Regions from separate parts of the Mus musculus genome. Here region 2 is linked to region 1. Evidence: chromatin contacts called from public Hi-C data. All regions are on one chromosome and are shown on one strand. Each heading gives the region's core, a stretch centred on a gene start, on an enhancer-like site or on the middle of the called end of the contact. The rest is flanking DNA. Distances are from core to core; before and after follow the strand shown.

Region 1 (6,168 bases), core at 1,039-3,538:
GTGAGCCCAGTGAGGCAGAAGACAAGACCTGCCGGTGCCCCGTGGTTGAGCAAGAGTTGATAGATCAGGTGGGCCCTTTGTTCCCTGGGACCTGTGAAGGGCTGCAGCACCCCCACAGTCTCGTGCACTCCACTGTACCAGCCACAGAAGCCTCTCCTCCAGCCCCCTCCACACCCATGGGCCTTTTCCTGTTAGTTCCTCTTTCTCCCTTCTTAGAAGCTTTTGGGTTAAATGAATGGCCCTTTGGGAATCTATTTGAGGCTGACAGATAGTTCAAGGGTCTGGAGAAACAGCTGGGGGGAGGGGGGAGACGGACACCACACAAGCATGGAGACCGGAGTTCAGATCCCCAGCCCCTGTGTTAAATGGGGGGAGGAGCTGAAGAGATGACTCAGTGGTTAAGCCTGTCTATTGTTTTTGTAGAAACACCCAAATTCAGTTCTCAGACTCACAACCACCTGTAGCTGCAGCTCAGAGCAATATGTCCTCCTCGGACACTTGTACTCCTGTGCACAAATCCACCTCTGTATATACCTAAGTGCATTACTGATAATCTAAAAACATGAACTGGGTGTGGTCAGGCATGCCTTGAATCCCAGCACTGGTGAGGCAGAGACAGGCTGATCTCTGGGATTTTGAGACCAGCCTGGTCTACACAGAGAGTTCTAGGACAGCTAAGGACTACATAAAGAAACCCTGCCTCAAAAAACAAAACAATGCAAAATACACACACACACACACACACACACACACACACACACACACACACAATCTTAAACAAGACAAAAGGTCAGGAGTGGCCCCCACATACACCTGTAACTCCAGCATTGTGGGGCTCTGAGACAGAAGGATGCCTGAGTTTTTATCTGCCAGCCCAGCTCCTGATTCAGTGAGAGATCCTGTCTCAATAAATAAGCAAGAGCAATCGAGGGGACACCCAGTGTCTTCCTCTGTCCTCTGCACAGTGTGCACAGTGTTAGAGACACACACATACATAATTAATTTATACTCATAATTAAATTTATACTTAATTTATACTCCCTTCCCAGTGTCTTGCATCTTGCAGTCCATTTGGTACCAAGGATGCTCTGATAGGGAGTTGTGGACAGCTGTGATGGCTGTCACTGGATGCTACACGATGCCATCCGACCCCATCAAGCTCCCTGCGGAGTACTTGGGCTCTCTATCACCCTTACTCCTCTGCCTGGTCCCTTCTCCCTCCCACCAGCCCTGGGCTCCTCCACAGAGCTCTTTGCAGACCACTGACCACCGCATGCCACACGCTTGCCTTCTCTGACACACCTCCAGGGCTCATGCCGCCTCCCACACCCCGCATCCTGCCCACAGCCAGCGTTAGTGACAACCTGTGTGCTCAGTCTTCATAAGGGTACAGGAGGCTCCTGAGGCGTCCTGTCACAGTCCCCTCCCCTCAGCCCCAGGTCTTTCCTGTCCCTTGCTGCCCTCCCTTCTCTAGAACCCAAGCCCCTCTTGTGGCCTCTAGTGGTGGCCACTTGGCAGACCCCATAAGGAGCACTGTCTCACGCCTGCTAATGAGCTTCAACTTTGTAGTTTGCAAATGCTCCGCTCACACTTCCCTAGAAGAGGTTGCTATTGACATTTTTTTTTTAATCAAGTAAACAAAAGCCCAGAGATGCAAAGCATCCCGCCCAAGGGCATACAGCAGGCCAGACTCCAGGATGGCTGTCACTCATACACAGTTAGACAGGCAAGCAGGCCCCGTGGGTAAGGCTGGAAGCCAGCTTTTAAAGAGCATTCTGGGTGCATCCAGGACACTGGAAGTCTGAGTCCTAGGGAGACTCAAAGGCAATCAGGGAGGGCAGGTGACAGGGAGTCTGGGGCCATTAGAGGGAGCAGTGTCAAGGTCTGGGGCCTGGGTTTTTGGAGGGGTTCCTAGGGGGCAAGCAAAAGCAGGGAACAGACCAGAGAGTGGCTACACTTGCTCTTCACGCAGCACAGGTGAGGCCGACAGATCGCATTCTGGTAACCTCTATGCTTCAAGCCCTCCCTCCACTTTGAGAAGGGATGGCAGGGGGCTCACCTGCCCTCCTCCCCGATGTGGCAGAACGTGAGGATCCCACCTGCATACCCCTCCCAGCAGCGCAGGCTGCTCACCTGGAGAGGACGACGTTCATTGTGGACAGAGAGAGGCACCTGCTGCCAGGATCTTGGGGAGGATAAGGACAGGGCCCCAGGGGTCCCCTAGTCAGAGAGAAGGCAGCTAGTACTGGGCCCAGCTGTGTGGTCTGGCTAAGCTCAAGGGACTCTGCTGCCTGGTTGCCAGGCAACGGGCCATCCCCAGGCAAGCCCTGGGAGGAGCCCAGCTGGTTGCTGGGCAACCAGGGCCTCCCCTGCGGGGTGAGGAGGGCCAGCTTTGCCTTGGGGCTTAACCACTCTCTGAAATGAATTGGAAGTGGGACACAGAACCTCCACATGCCTTTGAATATGGTGTTCTTGGGGGTTCAAAGTGCTTGTAACCACCAGGAACGGACAGGGAGATCCCCGAAGGGAGCTTGCCTGGGACTTCACCCTGGACCCTGCTGTGTAGAGTCTCCTCCACCCTCAAGGCAGAAGGCCCGGTGGGCGGGGCGTGGGAGCCAGTGTCACTGAGGGTGGGGGGAGTAGACGGTAAAGGGAAGCGGAGAAGGTGAACCAAAGGAGTGCGGGGGGGGGGGGTGCGGGGGGACAGGCAGCAGCTCAGAGGAGTGCCTAGCGAATCAGGCAGTCCTGGGCTTCCCAGAGTATGCGACTCCCACTGTTAGACTTGGGGAAGGTGACTCCAGCGTCAGAGCACTAACACGTTGAGAGGTCTGCGGGTCACAGCCCCCGCCCCGCCCCGCCCGCCCCGCCCCGCCCCACTCGCCCCGCCCCACTCCCCTTTTCACTTAAGGTGCAAAGCAGGCCTGGTGGTGGAGGCAGAGAACCCAAGGCAAGATATTGATAGTTCCACGGGACGCCTGTCACACTGGGTCGTTTTTTTGTGTGCGTCCCAGCTCCATCATGCTGGGATTTGTTTTAAACACTTAGTAAGGCAGAAACATTACGGTCAGCTGCTTCAGATTCAAACCCCACGCCTCAGCTCTGCTGTGTGGCCTGAAAGCAAAGCCCTGGTCTCTCTAGTCTCCTAGACAATCGCCCAATAGGAACTGGAGCCCCTGCGGCAGGGATGAGGAGATAGGTGGGCTGGGCACTGGGAGCCGGGTCCCCTGTCCAGCGAGCCCTCAGAGCACACCTGAGTGCTGGGTCTCTGTGGCACATGTGTTATGCTCCCCTTTTGGGGGGCAGGGACAGGTTTCCCCAGACAACACAAATCTCTGTGTGTCCTTTACGGTACTGTGCCCTCTGTTTAGGGGCAGCCATGGCCCTGAACTCCTACCGGGGCTGTGCCAGTCCTGTGATTTTTCTCTCTGAATGATGCTCTGTGTCTCCTGGTCCGTAATCCCTCCCTTCTGAGGTGTTAGCTGAATTGAAAAGTGTCTCCCCAAAGTACATGTCCACCCTGGGTCTCAGAGCATCGCCTTACTGGAAACGGGGTCTCAGCAGACAGGCTGAGCAGATGAGTCACTCCGGCATGGGAGATGGGGCTCATTCAGAGGCTGCTGTTCCAATCTGCAGAGAATCCGCCTCCTGTACCCATTGACGGACTGTGGCTTTTCTGTCTGTGGGTGAGGGATGCCAATGCCCCAAGAATATGGCCAGCTTCTGGAATGCAGAGGTGACTGAATCCCACCTCTGATAGCCAGTGGTGGACGACTACATCCCTGCCTCAGTCTGTCTGGGGTCTTCTCTATCTTAAGGAATCGGTTTCCTCCAGACCCCAGCTATTCCAGTTAATCAGCTTCGTCCCTGTCTGCCCTGTACTATAGCCTGTGACCACCAGAGGGCGACAGAGACCACACTCCAGTCCTCCTGCTTAGGGTGGCGGGATTGCAGAGGGGACACAGGAGACTGGAGACACAGGTATGGCATAGGTGTGGAGGACAGACTGTGCGAGGTCTCGTCATTGGCTCTCTTGGAATCCTTGGAAACCTTATGAATTTGAAAAAATGAAAACTGTCTCGGGCTATGCAGAACTAAGACATGGGGGTCAGAGTGGAGGTTGGCCGACTGGAGAGTCACCAACCCGCATTGTCCAGGGTGGCCACTGGAGGGCGCATATTCTCTGTCCTTGTCTGGTTCTCTGTAGTCCCTTTCCTGTCTTTCTCTGTGTCTCCGTGTTTCTCCTTGTTTCTCTGTCTTTATCTGTGTCTGTCTCTGCCTCTCTCTGTCTCCCTCTGTCTCTCTCTCTGTCACTGTCTGTCTGTCTGTCTGTCTGTCTGTCTGTCTGTCTGTCACTCTCTCTCCCTTCTCACAATAGATGCACATCTTGCTGAGCCATGTGGGTCAGGTACACATAGCATGAGGCCCAGCTTATATCTCAGGAAGGCAAGGACACACATCCTGGTCACTCCCCACCCAAGAAAGGAGCCCAGCTACCATCTGGCATTCGCCATGCTCACAGTCATGTGTGTTACATGGGATCCTGTCATATCTGTAGGAAGTTTTCCCTCCAGTCCCGGGGGCATGTCACATGGCAGTCCAGGTGTCCCCCTCTTGCTCCTGGGTCCCTGTGGTATCTGTGAGGCAGTCTCTGGCAGCTACGTTCTTAAACAACTAGGAAAAAAGAGGGGGAAAACTCAAGTTGAAAACCCAATGCCAACTCCCAGCCGTGGTCCACAAGCAGAAAACCCAGGACGACTCTGAGCAGAACCTGAGGGCTCAAGTGCCTCTCAGTTAGGCTTTGGCCTTGGGTGTGCTGTGTGACCTGGGCAGTCACTGTCCCTCTCTGGGAAGCTCTGTGAGGCTCTGGAGTAGGAGCAATGGTCTGGGAGCTGGCCCTGGAGATACGGGTTATAAGAGGTCACCTCCCCTACCACCATCTTTTTACTGATCCACAGATTCCTAAAGCCTGCATATTGTGCCTGCTACATGACCTCTTGCCCTCTGTCAGGTGATCTTGCTGTCACACTCACCTCCTATTAAGAAGGATTTAAATAGACAGGTCAAGAGAAACCAGGCTGGACTGGAGAGATGGCTCAGTGGTTAAGAGCACTGTCTGCTCTTCCAGAGTTCCTGAGTTCAATTCTCAGCAACCACATGGTGGCTCACAACCATCTGTAATGAGATCTGGTGCCCTCTTCTGGCATAGAGACAGGCAGGATGCTGTATACATTTTTTATATATATATAAAAAATATATATATATATGAGAGAGAGGCAGAGAGACAGAGAGACAGAGAGACACCAGGCTGTGTGATGTACACACTTGCCATCTGGATCCTTGTGAATGACGGCTGAATACTGGTCCATCCCAGACCATATGCTCGGATGTGATCTGTCACTGGAGGAATATAAACTAAGTGCCTACTGTGTGCACAGCCATCAATCACCAGGCACTTGGGCCATGTCTGTGAAAGAACAACAGACACGTGGCACTGTGTTCCCTCCGAGAACATTCTGTCTGGGAAAGCAGGAGGAGAGGCCAGCAGGCAAGATGCTCCAAACAGTTACACTGGCTTCAATCTTTCTCCAGAGGCGCCATAAAGGGGGAAGGTCTCCATGGCAACTCCCTGATCATATGCTGAGACCAATTTCTCAGAATGAGGTCAGAGGGCCAGAGCCACGACTGTATACACTGCCCAGTGTCGGGGCATTCCTCCACAGCCAGGGGCAGGGCAGGAAAGAGGTGGGATATACAGAACTTCCCACACAGGAGGCCCTACTGTGTGAGCTCACAGTGTCTTCCCTGGTGCTGGTATGTGTTAGACAGGGTCTTCCTCTGTAGCCCAGGCTGACCCTGGAGCCTGAGATCCTCTTGCCTCAGTTTCCAAGTGCTGCATGGAAGCACGCCAGGCTCTTGCTTGGTCCAGGTTGGCCCCGTGGCTCTCCCCTGCTGGCAGGGGGTGGTGACTGTGGGGCTTTCTCAGGTTTGCCAGGCTGATCTCGACCTCACTATGTAGCTAAGGATGACCTGGAACCTCTGATCTTCTCACCTTTAAATATACAACGACAGGCTGTGTGCAATGTGTAAATATGACCCGTGGCTCAGAAGTAGAACTCGCTCTCATGGGACACACAGAAGCCTGGGGTTCTGTCATTGTCCAGTGGCGAA
Region 2 (6,168 bases), core at 1,714-4,213, 210 kb after region 1:
GCCTTGAGCTCCCACTGTAGTCCAGGCTGACCCAGAACTTGAGGCAGTTCTCCTGCCTCAGTCCCCAGAGTCCTGGGATTCTAAGTTTGTGCTACTACACCCGGAGATTTCCATCCTCCTAAAGTCATTCGGTCAAAGAATCATGGTCTGGAGCCTGGGAGGCAGCTCGGTGGGGTGCTCAGTGGGGTACTCAGTGGGGTGCAACAGTAGCAAGCAACACAAGCCCCCCAGTGACCCAGATCCCACCCCCACCCCCGTAACGCATGTCAAGAGCTGGACCTGCTGACCCTCCTACAATCCCTTCGTTTCTACACCAAGATGGGCAGAGACAGAATCACTCAGAAGCTGGCTAGCCCCGAGAACACTGCACAGGGCCAGAAATGAGAGATCTGCTTTAACAAGGCAGAAGGCAAGAACTGACTCCCCAAAATTGTTCGCTGATCTCTGTATGTATACTATGGCATGTGTATGCGTGTGTGCACATACACACACACACACACACTTCTAATATTGAAGTGTTGTTGTCTGATGTCATTTATTTGATGACTTGAAACAGGGTCCCACGTAGCCCAGGCTAACTTCATACTCACGACAAAGCTGTGCATGGCAGTGAGCTGCAGATCCTCCTGCCTCCGCCCCGAGTGCTAGCATCACAGGTGTGCACTGCCACACTGGCTTATGTGGTGCTAAGTTATCTGAGATTTTAGGGGTTCACAGGGTGTCCTGTGTTTTAGCAGCAGTCCTATGCAGTACCTTACCTGCCGTGGTAGAAATGGGAAAGTGGAGGCTCTGGGTCGATACCTCAGCCAGGGTATTGTGGAAGCAACTGGAACCAGGTGGGCAGCTTGAGTGGTTCCTAGGGACTGTGGCAACTCTACAAGCTGGCGTCTGAGCTACACGGCCAGGGCTCCCTCAGCTCGCCCCACTTGGAGCAGAGTGACGTCTCTGTCTCCATCGCTGCTGTCTGGAGTTCAGAGAATAGTGGCTGCTACAGCCTGTGCCCCGTGTCTTACATTCTAACTGGGAGGAACAGAGGAGAGGTTGGGGACCTGTCTGTGAGATAGGTTGCCTGCCCCCTTGGAACCCTGCTTACAGTTACATCTGATGGCATTGCAGCTCCATCTATACAGCACCTTAGCACACAGTAAGCACTGTTCAAATGCCCCTCCCTTATATATCCCCATCTACAAGTGCCCCAGGGGCACCTGAAGGGCTTGCCTGTTGCCCTCATTTTCACAAAGAGCCATCTCTTCCTGACTGATGAAAATCTAGAACCTTCTGGAACATTTCACGGTTCTGTGTGATTGCTCACAGACGGAAGGAGTCCGTATCTACAAGGCAGTGGCCAGCTCTGGAGCAGTGAACAAGTCCAGCATCCTTGTCTCTTCCCTCTGCTTCCAATCTGAGGGCCCAGTCTGGGACCCTGGCACTGTGCTTAGCTCTGACTTCAAGCACACAGCCCCTCTGACTGCCGGAGGGCAGCAGGGGCTTGGATGGTATTTGGTGGCTTCTGGATGGATGAGGGTTATGTCTGCATACAGCAGAGCGCGCCCCTCTGGGAACCGCCTGTCATGTCTGGTCAACCTGAGAGCCCGGGGTGGCTCTGGACAACAACGGATGGGAGCAGGGTGGTTTCTGCTGGACTGCGAACGGGCCGGGCAGCTTGCAGACACACCTTCAAGGGCAGGCCCAGCTGTGGGCTGAGGGGGGAAGGGGTAGGATCCATGGGGGGGGGGGGCAGCACAGCAGGAGAGGAGGGAGCACAGGGGCCTGAGGAGTTAAATGTTAGTAAGTAGCCCTGTGCTGGTGAAGTAGGCCAAGGCCATTAGTGTTCATTAAAGTTTAATACCTGTCGGGGCTGCCTAGCCGGGTGGCCACTGCTCTAATTTGATGGGTGTAGAGGGAGAATTCACGAATAATCTCGGAGGCTGGGGGATGGCTGCTACTGTGCGAACAGAAAAAGGACCAGAGGAGCAATACTTCAAAGCCAGTGCTTTGCTGCTCAGTCCCTGGGGGACAGAGGTGCGGTGGCTGCCCTCCAGACTCTCCCTTTGTCCTTAAAGTTCTAGGCCCTGCTAGAGAAAAAAACAAACCAAAAAAAAAAAAAAAAAAAAACCAAAAAAACCAAAAAAACCAACTTACAGATATTTTATTGATACATGAGTGTTTTGCTTGAATGTTTATACGTGTATCACATCGTGACCGATCCCCAGGCACAGATGGTTGTGAGACACCGTGTAGATGCTGAGAACTAAGCTTGGTTTGACTCTCTGAAAAGCATCCAGTCCTCTTAATGGCTGAGCCCTCTCTCCAGCCCCTCCATCTTGTTCTTTGTAAGCCACAGTGACCTGGAAGGAATTCACCAGCCCTGATTGGATGTTCACTGTCCCCCAGAGCACGTCCTGCAGCAGGACATGCCTATCTCATGGCCACTGCTTTGAAAAAGCCAGCCTCGGGCACTAAGCACACATCTGTGACAGCCAGGCTGGCCCTGAAGGAGGTGGCTTCAGCAGGGAATTAAGCCAGCAGGGGGGACGTTCCTGATATTGTCCATAGACAGAGCTGGGCACCTGGGTCACAAGCAGGAGAGAGCAGAGCAGGCAGGCTTAGGATGTAGGCTTAGCTATAAACCTCTGAGAGAGATGGAAGTGGACAGTTAGGACTCGTTCATGCCCACAGAATCTAGGCTGCAGAGCTGTAGGGCATCAGTTACAATAGGGAGTGCCACAGGGGAGAGTCAAGGCAAGCTGGGGTCTCCGCCCCACTCCCACCCCATGACTGGTCTGCAGTCTGGGCTCACTCACAGAGAAAGATCCTCCTATTGCACAGGTGGGCAGACTGAGGGGGCTCTAAGGGTGAAGCAGCAATGAAAAGGGGCCTTAGAGTCTAGAGGCCTAGCCAGGATGGCCCCGGGCTGGCATGTGTCCTGGCTGGAGACACTGCCCCATGGCCAGTGCCCAGCTCCCCCCCCCCTTGGCTCGGCGGCTGGGCACGATGCCCAGCCTTGCGGCAGGACTCCGGGGCTCCCTTCTCGCCAGGGCTCCTGAGAAAATCCTTCTGGTCTTTGACTCATTCTTAATAAAGGTTCTTCCATCTGCCAGCTCTGTCCTCCCCTGCCCACGCTCTCCAGGGGCCTGCCCAGAACAGCTCCTGTCACCACCACCCCCTGCCACCTCCTCCCCAGCCTCGGCCCCTTTCCCAGCCTGGCCTGGAGCAGAGCCCAGAGCCCGCCCAGAATAGATCAGCCGTTGGAGAAAGAAGTGATGTCTTGGGAAGGCCTGGCCAGCTAAGTCCCCCCAACCCGATCTGAAGACTTGGCGGCCCTGTCCCCTGGCTATATGCCTGCGGTTTCAAAATGCCCCCTCCCCACCCCAGCTTCCCAGTTCTAGCATGTTCCAGTCAGATACAAATAGAGCTTTGCTGAGTCTCAAGTCAGGCTGCCCGCTCCTGGCCTCAGCCTGTCCTCACTCCCAGCTTGCGGTCCATCTGTGTTGGGAACCCACTGTGCCCTGTGAGGAGGAGGTGAGAAGCAGACTCAGAGCCTCCTCTAAGCAGCTCCACAGGGAATGGGGAGCCAGCCAGTGAGCGGGGAGCCTCATTTTAAGAGCTGAGTGCAAGCCCGAGTGAACCAACACCCGGCTGGGTCTCTAGACCCCCTCTCTCCCTGCCACTGTGGTGCCAACACTCTCTGGTCTAGATAAACACCTAACCCTCTCCGTCAGCGACTGGTGTCTTCCAGAGCCCTTTGCAGCTGCTGGGACCATGGGGACGGTCCAGGCCCATAGGCTTCCTCATCCCTGGAGCCTGAATGTGATATGCTGGATTCAGGACACCGAGGTCACTGCCAGCTCCACAGTCAAGCTGGGCATCCAGGCACTGCTCAGACAGAGTGCTGCTTCTGGGGACTTGAGTCTACCATGGGCAAGGGTGGAATCAGGAGAGCCTCACCTGGGCGCTATAACTTCCGGCTGCCAAGATCTCAGCTCCTTCTGTACATGAGCCAGGGTGCCCTCCCCACAGAGCTCGCAAGGTCAGAGGCTGAGAAGGAGCAGAGACAGAGACAGAGGCACACAAAGATGCAGAGGTGGTTGCGGAGAGAGGAAAGGGCAGAGGGCCTTTGAGTTCCTGGGGCGGGGCAGGGTCTGAAGCAGCTGGGCTTGCTCTCAACGGGTGGGAGGAAAAGGGCAAAGAGGCTCAAGGAGGGGAGAGGTAGGTCAGGCGACCTGTATCAGAGGCTGGGCCTGGTGTGTCCCTGCTTGGTTCACATGATCTCCAGGGGGCCCAGGGCTTGTCACTAATCCTAGAGGCAGTGCCCCCATTTCCTGCTTCTGGAACTGTCACATCCAGGTCACAAGTTCCAAAGTCACCTTCCATGCAGGGAGCTGGGGTTTCTGACTCAGCCCTGAGCTGCCCAGAGCGCCTGACAAGGCAGGAGGTACCACCTGCCGCCAGCAGCCATCTGGTCCTCTTGCACCACGGCTCCACTCCACACCTGGGCCTCCTCCCTCATCCTTCTCCAGGGACAGGGCCCCGGGTTTGGAACTGAGCTGAGGACCATCCTCCTGATGGTCTCTTCCAGTGCTGGGGTTACAGGCACGGTCCAGAGCACCCGCCTTCTGTGTGGGTTCTGACGGAGAACACAGCCAGCCACATTCTTGTGTAGCAAGCACTTCACTGGCTGAGCCTTCTCTGCAGCCCTAATGTCTAATTTTCATTGAGGCGTTTTCCTGGGATGACCCTTAAGCCTCTCTTAGAATCATTTTCCTTCTCTTCCTAAGATTTATTCTTTTCTTTTTTCCAAGACAAGGTTTCTCTGTGTAGCTCCGAGTGTCCTGAACTCTCTCTGCAGACCAGGCTGGCCTCAAACCCACAGAGATCGACTAGCCTCTGCCTCCCACGTGATGTGCCACTATGGCCCATCAAGATTGATTGATTGATTGATTGATTGATTGATTGATTGATTTCGAGACAGGGTTTCTCTGTATAGCCCTGGCTGTCCTGGAACTCACTTTGTAGACCAGGCTGGCCTCATACTCAGAAATCCACCTGCTTCTGCCTCCCAAGTGCTGGGATTAAAGGCGTGCACCACCACCGCCTGGCTATTTATTTATTTTTAAGATTTATTTATTTATTTTATATATCTGAGTATACCATTGCTCTCTTCAGACACACCAGAAGAGGGAATCAGATCCCATTACAGATGGTTGTGAGCCACCATGTGGTTGCTGGTAATTGAACTCAGAACCTCTAGAAGGACAGTTGGTGATCTTAACCACTGAGCCATCTCTCCAGCCCCAAGATTTATTATTAATCATATGTGTTTGTGTGTTGGTTGAGGGGCAGGGAGTGTGCACCTGTGAGTGCACTACCCATAGAGGCCAATAGAGGGCACCAGATCCCCTGGACCTGGAGTTACAGGTGACTGAGCTGAGGGATGGGGGTTCTGGGAACTCAGCTCAGGTCTCTGGAAGAGCAGCCATCAAATGCTAAGCCACCTCTCAGCCCTCAGAACTTTTTTTTTTTTTAACAAGGACCTGAGGTCCAGGCCCTATCAACAGATCCATTGATTTTGATTTCCAAAGGGGAGGAATTGAAGGTTGCAGTGTATCCTCAGGGTTTCCAGGCCAGTCTCAGTGCTGCCAGGCACATTGCTACATGTCTGGAACCTCAGTTTGTCCAGCTGTAAAATGGGAGCACCTGGTTTGGTGTCGTTTGAGTGTATCCTCAAGGGCTCTGTATTGGCATTGAGCCCTGTTCTGTCCTCTTAGGTGAGTGGAGTTCAGAACTAGGGCTCTTGGTGACACACTGGGATTTGATAAGCAGCTGGGGCAGGGCCTATGACTAAATCCTAGTGACTGTAAGAAAAAGGGCCAGAGACTTGTCCCCTCTCCCACACAGCTATGCCACCTCCGGACTCTTCCAAACACTCAACAGTCTTCTGCAAGCTACAGAGGCCTCTTTTCTTTATAAGATTAACCAGCTGTGGGCATTTCATTACAGCAATGATGAAACATGCACAATACAGGCTGGAACTGGGCGTGGGGATCTACTGCAGATGCTACAACCGGGTTGAAGGGGGCAGATTCTTTCAAGGCCCGTTCTAGGTGTCTGTGGTAAACAACCAGCTTTCTCTGGGCCTGCTGAGATTATATGTGCACCATGAGGTTA

What was found. A called contact is a pair of places that touch in the nucleus more often than the background predicts.
Region 2: a contact with region 1 is called in a Hi-C map of cerebellar granule neurons, with 2.1 times the contacts expected there. The contact joins the enhancer-like site here to the promoter of Cibar2 in region 1. A contact is called at or near these places in 4 of 39 promoter capture datasets (hippocampal neurons, neural stem cells, pre-B cells and 1 more), 5 of 484 Hi-C or Micro-C datasets (cerebellar granule neurons, hematopoietic stem cells, liver and 2 more), 1 of 115 datasets of contacts at active chromatin or transcription factors (pancreatic cancer cells) and 3 of 9 other capture datasets (adipose tissue, embryonic trunk and pancreatic islet).

What each region holds. Positions count from the first base shown.
Region 1 is chr8:120,175,181-120,181,348 of GRCm38.p6, forward strand. Cibar2 (CBY1 interacting BAR domain containing 2) reads right to left here and starts at 2,289. Exons shown (of 9, transcript NM_001033980.2): 1 at 2,134-2,289. The coding sequence starts at 2,153.
Region 2 is chr8:120,379,563-120,385,730 of GRCm38.p6, forward strand. It overlaps a transcript of Gse1 not described here. Among named protein-coding and RNA genes, the nearest start is that of Gm39264, 37 kb to the left of the region's middle. Within about 2 kb of position 2,964, at least 152 of the 459 cell types and tissues checked have an H3K27ac peak or open chromatin away from gene starts, as enhancers often do. A contact at or near this core is called in adipose tissue, cerebellar granule neurons, hematopoietic stem cells and 5 more, where this site is marked.